Linked DNA regions of Mus musculus: all the other regions are linked to region 3. The links are chromatin contacts, called in public Hi-C and Micro-C maps. All regions are on one chromosome and are shown on one strand. Each heading gives the region's core, a stretch centred on a gene start, on an enhancer-like site or on the middle of the called end of the contact. The rest is flanking DNA. Distances are from core to core; before and after follow the strand shown. Region 1 holds the start of Apba2 (amyloid beta (A4) precursor protein-binding, family A, member 2). Region 2 holds the start of Tm2d3 (TM2 domain containing 3). Region 3 holds the start of Fam189a1 (family with sequence similarity 189, member A1).

Region 1 (2,700 bases), core at 144-2,643, 650 kb before region 3:
GTCAGCTCTAGGAGGAGGAAGAATGGCTCTAGGGTGGACCTATTTGGTCCCTGAGCTGCCAGAGCTGCTCTGCTATTGACTGGTGAGGTAGGGGTGGGGGGTGGGGTAATGGAGGGTGAAAGAGAGGGAGGCAGACAGGTCCCAGGCCTAGGAGGTCCTTACTAGGTCTGCCCCTGTATTCAGTTTTTCTCCAGGCCCTTCTCGGGGTCACCTCTGTCACTGTGGGCATCAGGAAGTTCTTTTCTCACCCCACTCACCCTCCTCTTCCTTTGGTGACATTCCTCTGATCTTCTGCCACCTGGCCTTCATCTCAGGCTAGGACTGAAGGAAGAGAGAGAGGAAGAGGGAGAACCAGGCCAATTGGAAGCATTTGGGGGCTGAAGTGGAGCCCCCCATTCCCTAAAACAGAGCACCCTGTGTGCCTTAAACCTGCAAGTTGCCACAAATGCATAGGGCTGAGTGAAAGGTCAAAGGTGACAATAAAGCCCAACGTTCAAGAATTTCAAGAGGTTTGTTTCTTACTGAGGGTAGCCAACTGGTTCTCATTGGGGGTATTAGAGGTTGGGGCCCTCTCCCTTCTGGACATCCCAGGCAACACAGGTATCAGAGACTCGGTGGTTATCAGGGACCGGGTGAGAAGACCTTGTGTGTGGTTATCAGGGACCGGGTGAGAAGACCTTGTGGCCAGAAGGCTTCTGGTGATTGACTGTGGGGAAGCAGGACAAGGCTTGCCCCTCAGGAAAGGCTTTCTGGGGCCACAATACCCTAGAGAGTCAAGGGATTCGGGCCGGCCGGGGCTCCGCATAGAGCGGAGCTGGCAGAGCAGGGCGCGGTCGCCGCAGCCCCTCAGCGCCGCACGCTCTCCGGAGCCCGCCAGGGGGCAGCGCGGCGTCAGGGGCAGGGTGCGGGCACCGGCAGCATCTCCTTCACCTGTTCTGCCTGCCCAGGACCAGACTGTTAAGGCTCCCCAACTGGCCGGTCCCAGCTCACTCCCAGGAACCTGTGTGCTCCTCAAGGGGCCACCGCGACTCGCGGAGCCTATCTCAGCCCGTATCCCAAGGACCCAGGTCCCAGGTGGGCTCGTCCGCTGTCCCCGCCGCTGTCCCCGCGCCGCACCCGGAGGCGCCGCGCTGGGCGCCGAAGCATCTTTGTCTGCGCTTTGCGCGGCCGCGCGGTCTTGAATCCCTTGATTCCCTAAGGTCTCTTTAGAAAGCGTTTCCACCCCGCGTGGCCGGGCGCAGGAGGAGCGGGGGCGGTCGGTGTGGCGGCGGATAGGGCGGTGCGGGTGCGGGTGCTCCCGGGCCGCGCCGCGTGCGCCCGGTAGAGGCGGCCCTGCGTGTCGTGCGCGGCGTCCGGGGCGCGCCCGCCGCTATCCAGCTTCCCGGGCTCATTAGCAGTCTCGGTGTGCGGCTCGGCGCGGGCTCACAAAGAGCTGCTGCGGCGCCCCGCTCTCGGCCTCGCCGACCCAGTCGGGGGCGGCGGCGCATCGCGCAACCCGCGCGGGCGCAGGTAAGTGGGGCCCGGGGCGCCAGAGTCTCCGCGGCAGCAGCCTGGGTTGCCCGGTTCCGCGTGGGGGGAGCCGGGGCGCAGTGGGGGGCGCGGATGCTGTGGTCCCAGCGCTCCCTTTCGGACCTTGTGGGGCTCTGGAGAGGCAGAGGGGCATCGTCGACAGAGCGGGCCACCGCTGGGACCGGGGGGTGCTACGGACCAGCGCCCCTCTCTCTCCGGACCCACCGGACCCTCCGAGCCACTGACCAGCGGCCGGGCGCGGCAGGGATCAGCTGGCCGCTAGGTTATCAGGGGCTTGCGAAGCGGCGGCGCGGGGCTACCTGGTGTGGCCAGAGGAGATGGTCACTCGTCTGGGTCCCCCTATTATTGCGTTGGGGGGGGGGTTGTCTAGAGGGGAGCTGCTTGGCACTGATTCCAAGTCCCGATGCTGGGCGGCAACTCGGGAGTTTGGGGTCGCTGCTGGGTTCGCTGCTTCCAGGCAACCGGTCTTTGATCTGTACCCCTCCCTCCCCTTTCCCTTTATAATGAGGCCCGGGGGAGAAACTCAGTTAAAAATTCCACACCCCGTATTCTCTGGGGGGATGCGGCGGGGACATGCCCCTTATCCTGGCTGCTTCCTCTTGGCAGGCAGAGCCCGGCAAGGGGACTTGGGTATGGAGGATGAAGGGGAACATTGATCCCAGCTTTTTTCAAGCCTTGTTTTCACAGGGAGCAGTATGGGCAGCAGGCCTCTATATGCCAAAGCTGTGGGTGAACTTCCCCTGAGTGCGGTAGGGATAGGAGCAGGTACCAGTGGGGCTCTGCAAGGGCTTGCCCTGGCTGTAGGCGCCTTAAATAAAGCCTACTAGTCTTAACTTAGAATTCAGTTATGGAAGACTTTTAATTCTTTAATATCTGTTTATTTGTATGTGACTTGACAGAGGCCAAACTTAAATTCGAATTTAAATAAAGCCAGCTCACTCAGGCCTTGTGCACGGTGAAGTTCTTAAACCTTGCTTGTTTTTCTTGGCCTTTCTTCATGTCTGAACTGATTTGTCCCGGTCCCCTTAGACCCCAAGACCCCTTCTTCCTTTATGGATATAGATTTGAGGAAGGATAGTGGTTTCGAAAACAAAGACCCGTAAGCTTTAAGGGTCCAAGTGAACAACTTTTTCTGAAGTACTGATCTGCAGGTGCCAAGAACCAATGGGC
Region 2 (2,700 bases), core at 130-2,629, 540 kb after region 3:
TATCTTTAGAAACACTAAAGTCCTAAATAAAATGCATCACATGGTGTTTCTAGAGCCTCGGTATGTTCCATTGTTGGACGCTTGCCTGGAGTTGAACCACTGCTTTCCTGGGGTGTTTCACTTGTATGTTGAATCGAGTATATTTCTGATTTTTTTTTTTTTAAATCAAGACTGGGTTTCACGATGTAGTTCTGGCTGGCCTAGAACTCACTGAGATTTGCCTGTCTGTGCCTCTGGACTGCATTTCTGATATATTTAAATTATTTTTATTTTGTGTGCATGGGTATTTTGTCTGTTGTCTGGGCACTGCAAGAGTGTCTTGTGCTTATAGAGGTCAGAAGAGGGTGCCAGATTCCTGGAACTGTAGTTCTGGGTGATTGTGAGCCGCAGGTGGGTGCAGGGAATCAAATCTAGGTCCTCTGGAAGAGCAGCCAGTGCTCCTAACTGCCGACTCAGCTCTCCAGACCCTGTAGTTCCGATTTCAACCTTATTGTCTTGGCACTTAATTAAAATACCGTTATGCCAAAGAGAAATTAGTTACAGATTTATTTCACTAGGTGCAGCAGAATTCAAATTAGATGCAGAGAAGCATCAGTCTTTGATATATTATTGATTCTCCTGAACATGAAGAGTGAAGCATCATAGATGAAACCAGTGTGAGGGTGTAGGGTGCGAATTGTAACCATTTTTAAAGCTAACATTTACTGCAGGATTGTTGTGCGCCGAACACCATTTCATGTACTTTTTCACTTATCAGATGTGCAAGTGGGAATTTGGGGACCCCAAAGTGCAAGTCAACAGAGAGAGACATACCAACAGCATGCTTCCTGAAGTATATGCCATAGAAACAACGTAGGTTGCAGAGAGCAGCTCCCCCTCCTCGAGGTTGCTCTCCTGGCCAGTTTGGGGTTGGACTCTGCTCCTACGTGAAAATTCCACACACTTGGCTCTTGTCCCAGGCCCTGAGACCTAACCTGTTTTTCCAGTCTCAGAGGAACTCTAAACTCCGCGTGTCCCCCAACAGGCTGTGGTAAAACCTAAGGCAGGAGCCCTGGGTCCTGGTGCATGGGACTCTTGGAGCTGCTTCCCTGGCTTCATGGGTCAGCGGAACTAAAATGGGCTAACCACATCGCATCACAACCGTTTCCCAGACTCCCAATGGAAAGAGAAGGGCATCTCTTCAAAGGCAGTGAGGGGCTATTCTGGTCCGAGCTACTTCCTGCTGCTGCGGGTCCCCAGTTTCATTCATTTCCCTTGGCCAACAGCACTCAGAGCACGGCGACAAGGAGACCACCCAACCTCCGAGCTGGGAAGCAATGACACCCGCCGGCGGCGCCCCGCAGCAGTGCGCCTGCGGGCCGCGCCCGGACACGCCCCCTTCGGCGCGCCCCCACCACAGCCCCGCCTCCTGGCCCGGAAGTGCGCACGCGCAGCGACAAAAATGGAGGCTGCGGCCGAGCCGCTGCGGTCTGTCCGCCACCTGTCCCGCGTGCTGCTTTTCCTGTCCCAGTGCTACATTCTGTCGGGAGATGGTGAGTTCAAGGCTGGGGGCCGCACCGGGTGAGCTGGTGGCAAGGGGGTCCCCGGAGCCGCAGGAGGCCGGCGACCGACGCCTGGGCGCCGCAGCCCGAGGCCGCAGCACTGCGCTCCAGCCCGCCCCGAAAACCGGTGTTCCCTGAGTCGGTAGCCCAGAACCCCAGTCGACCCCGTCATTTCCGTTTCTTGAGCCGTAGATGCCCAGTGCAGCCCCTACCTGTTAAGCACACAAACCAAGGGTATCCTATCCCATGATAACATGCCTTTCTAATTGTAGGATCCTTAAATTTAGAGCATTCGCAGCCGCTGGCTCAGGCAATAAAGGATCCGGGCCCAACACGTACATTCTCTGTAGTTCCCAGGGCAGCAGGTACTAGACGTTTTCTATTCTAGTAAATGTGCATATTTATAAGGAGTAGTTGCCCGCCCCCCTTTGTTTTCGATACAGGTTTCTTTAGTATAAGAAGTCGCCTTTTGGTTTTGGCTGTTAGATGTGGTGTTGTTTAGATATGTAAATTAAGGGCAGACAGCCGCTTTCAGTAGACAGTTTTGGTCTTTTTGAAATCTATGACTTACCTCTTCATCCAGCCTTACAGGACTCTTCGTTTCTGTTTATTTTTTATTTTCCACTCTCTTCCAGTTCTTTAGCCAGTACTGTTTTCCCTTGAGTTAAAAACCAACCAACCAAACACCGAACTCTACAATGCTTCCCTAATGTTATATGATGTGCTGGGTTAAGAAGGTTGGATAGATACCTGGAGGATAATCCGGGTGAGATCGGGCTTTGAGGGATCTTTGTTTCCTCACCTTTGCAGCCACTGTAGTTATCTTGATTTAAGGCCTTTTCAGCCTTGTGATTTGAACCTTCCAACCTCGGGCCACATGGAGATAGGAACAATAGTGGGAAATGGTATTTATAGCGTTAGCCACTTCATGTCACTTCCAAGTATTCCTGTTTTGCTAACTGTCCGCTAGCTCTTTAGGTTCATCTGTTTGGAGTCCTATTATTTCAGGGATTGGACTTGAAACTGGCAGAGGCATTTCACAGATTTTTATTTCGACGTATATACTAACACCAGTATTTTCTAGAATTGGAGGGCTGAGGGTGTTGTCATTTTTGTGGTGGGGGCGCGCCGAAGGGGGCGTGTCCGGGCTTCATTTTTC
Region 3 (2,700 bases), core at 100-2,599:
CTTCGTAAGCGGAATTTAAACGCAGAAGGTTCACTGTAATGTATTTGTGCACCACTGACCAAATGTAGTTACAGATGTCAAGAGTTCTCGAAACAAGTGCCCATCGTTATAAATACCCGTGCCACATTTATCCCTATTCCCATATGTCCATGCTTTATTAATACAGAATATAAGCAACTTTCACCAAAACAATACAAAATACCAAAAAAAAAAAAAAAAGAAAGAAAGAAAGAAAGAAAGAAAGAAAGAAAGAAAAGAAAAGAAAAGAAAAGAAAAGAAAAGAAAATCATCTCGAACCAATGGCTTCTTTAATAAATGTTTGCTGGAGGAAACATTTGAGGGTCAAGAACCCGAAAATCAATCTGGATTTTAAATAGCACGCTCCTGACTCCGGATCTCCAGCAGGTCCAGCCAGACCGTCCTGGGCTTAAGGGGAAACAAGATGTCCCTGCGTCCGGGAGGTGCCAGAGCGGGGACCAGTCGGTCCTCTCCAGACTGACCCACAGCCCTGCGCGCCCCCGGCGAGAACCGCAGCGAAGGGAGCCGTGCACAGCGGGTACTGCACCGGGCTCGGGCGCCCCCGTGCCGCCTTGGTCACAGTCGCCCGCTGCCCGGGTCGGTCATCGGCGGCGAGTGGGGATCCGGGCAGTTGTCCCAGGCAGGCACCAGCCACCGACTGCTACCCACCAGGTGGCGAAGGGAGGGCGCCTGGCTGTTTTCCCCTCAGAAAAGTAACTCCGGGCGCAACGCTTTGGAGCGGCAGCGCGACGCGCGGCGGTCCCCGGAGTTCCCCGGCCCGGACTTGGAAACTGCTAGCCGAGCCGCAGCTGCCAGACCCGGGCGTCCGCTCCCCCACTCGGCGCCGGCCGCGTCCCCCGCCACTGCAGCTCCGGGTCCCAGCCCGCGCCGCCGCCGCAGACACTCACCGAGAAGCCGGCCCAGAAAGGGCAGGAGTGGCGCACGCGGGCGGAGGTGGTGAGAGCCAGCGCCGCGAAGCTCACGGCCACGATGAGGCATCCGAGCGCCATCTGCGTGGCCCCGAGAGCCAGCACGATGCGGGAACGGCCCGGGCACTCGCGCAGGCGGGACAGGCTGCGGGGCAGCGCGTGCGGACGCGGTGTGCGGGGGCCGCCGGCCGGAGGCATCTCGTCCCGCAAGCTCTCTCCGCGCTGCGCTCCTCTCACCGAGGCGCCGGGGCAAGTTGCGCTGGCTGCGGGGACCGCCTCCCCGCGGGCAGCAGCAGAGGCTGCGGCGCGCGGCCGACGCGAGCGGCTCGGGCCGGGCGGAGAGCCGGGCGCCCGCAGCCCGCACCGGTGCCCGCGCCCATGCCACCGCCGCTGCGCAGGGCCCGCCGGCCGCGCTGCGCCCTCTCCCGCTCGCCCGCCCGTCCGCGCGCTCCCCTGGCCGAGCGCGGGCGCGAGCCGCCGTGCCGGGCGCGAGCCGCCGCGGGCTTCGGGAGCGAGCCTAGCCGCTGTGCGCCGGGGCCCGGGAGGGAACCGAAGCCGAAGGGGGGGACAAGGCAGGGAGCAGGAGAGGTCGCGGGTGTGTCCTCCGCGTTGGTGCCTCCTCCTGGGCCGAGTCGGATACTGGGGAGAGGACGGACGGAGCCTGGACACCGGCAAGGACAGAGGACTCCGAGAGGACCCTTTGGCCAAGGCGTGGGAGCGGGGTTGTGGGACCTGAGGCTCTGAAAGGGCTTGGATGTCGATTTCCTGCGCTGAGCCCCAGGCGTGGCGACCTCCAGTTAATAAGCCTAGCCGCCTTCGTGCAGAATCACCCTAGAAGCCACCTAGGACACCCCTGGGGCAAGCAGCTGCCTTCTATCCACTTCTCCTTTGCGGGGCGTTTTATAAAACAAGTCCCAAGTTTAGCCTTTAAAACAGTATACAAGAGCAAATGTAAATGGAGGTTGTATTAAACAGCCTATACTCCCTCTTGCCCCCAGATTTAATGATTGGCTTCCTTGAAATTGCAAGGAAACCTGGAAATTCGGTTGTCCCAATGCCTTTTGTGGTCCTGTTGATGGGACAACTTTAAGCCTATCAGTGTTGAATGGAGTCTGCAGGGTCGGAAGTATGAAGGACTGGCCGAAAAGGAAAGTTGCAAAAGATGAAATTCAAAGGTCATTCTTCCATGACCTCTTGGCAGGACTTATGGAGTCCTCCATCCCTGTCTGCCTCCTCCCCCTCAACCCCCGCCCCATTGGATTGGAAATACCGAACAGTGTCCTCCCGAAAATATCTCAATTGCTGGTGCTTGAAATTTCAGCGTTAGAGATATTGATTCCTTTGGGGCTTGACGAGCCCCTATTAAAATGCAAATTCCCCTTGAAGGGGCAATAGCTCAGCCTTTATCAGCCAACACCTTACCAGGGATGGGATTTATTTTCCAATTTAACTGGATGGCCAAGGGATGAAGAGAGAGAGGGTGGGAATCCCAGGATAAAGTGGATGACCTCCAAATATTGGCCCGTGGCCAACTGCTGTCGTCTCTCCCAGTTCTTTATAAAATGAAATAAGCCTCTGGCCAGGTGTTTAGAGCGCCCTAGTACAAATTCCAATTTCCTGGAGGTATTTTCTATCTAGAAGTTCTCAGGAAGCATTTTTGTCAGTGCTTGAAACAATATCAAAGCGTGATACTCGACTGCCCTCACCTCCCTCGCCCATTCAGGCATTCTTCTGAAAACCGGCTCAGACTAGG

Evidence for each region. A called contact is a pair of places that touch in the nucleus more often than the background predicts.
Region 1: a Micro-C map of embryonic stem cells shows a contact between it and region 3, with 5 times the contacts expected there. The contact joins the promoter of Apba2 here to the promoter of Fam189a1 in region 3. A contact is called at or near these places in 2 of 484 Hi-C or Micro-C datasets (both in embryonic stem cells) and 1 of 115 datasets of contacts at active chromatin or transcription factors (embryonic stem cells).
Region 2: a Hi-C map of embryonic stem cells shows a contact between it and region 3, with 4 times the contacts expected there. The contact joins the promoter of Tm2d3 here to the promoter of Fam189a1 in region 3. A contact is called at or near these places in 1 of 39 promoter capture datasets (embryonic stem cells) and 1 of 484 Hi-C or Micro-C datasets (embryonic stem cells).

Annotation. Positions count from the first base shown.
Region 1 is chr7:64,500,745-64,503,444 of GRCm38.p6, forward strand. Apba2 (amyloid beta (A4) precursor protein-binding, family A, member 2) reads left to right here and starts at 1,394. Exons shown (of 15, transcript NM_001291166.1): 1 at 1,394-1,509.
Region 2 is chr7:65,692,038-65,694,737 of GRCm38.p6, forward strand. It overlaps Tm2d3 (TM2 domain containing 3), which reads left to right and starts at 1,380. Exons shown (of 5, transcript NM_026795.3): 1 at 1,380-1,532. The coding sequence starts at 1,442. Gm33234 (a long non-coding RNA gene) reads right to left here and starts at 1,405. Exons shown (of 2, transcript XR_391545.3): 1 at 814-1,405. It overlaps Tarsl2 (threonyl-tRNA synthetase-like 2), which reads left to right. Exons shown (of 19, transcript NM_172310.2): 19 at 1-56.
Region 3 is chr7:65,155,179-65,157,878 of GRCm38.p6, forward strand. It overlaps Fam189a1 (family with sequence similarity 189, member A1), which reads right to left and starts at 1,350. Exons shown (of 10, transcript NM_183087.4): 1 at 927-1,350. The coding sequence starts at 1,145.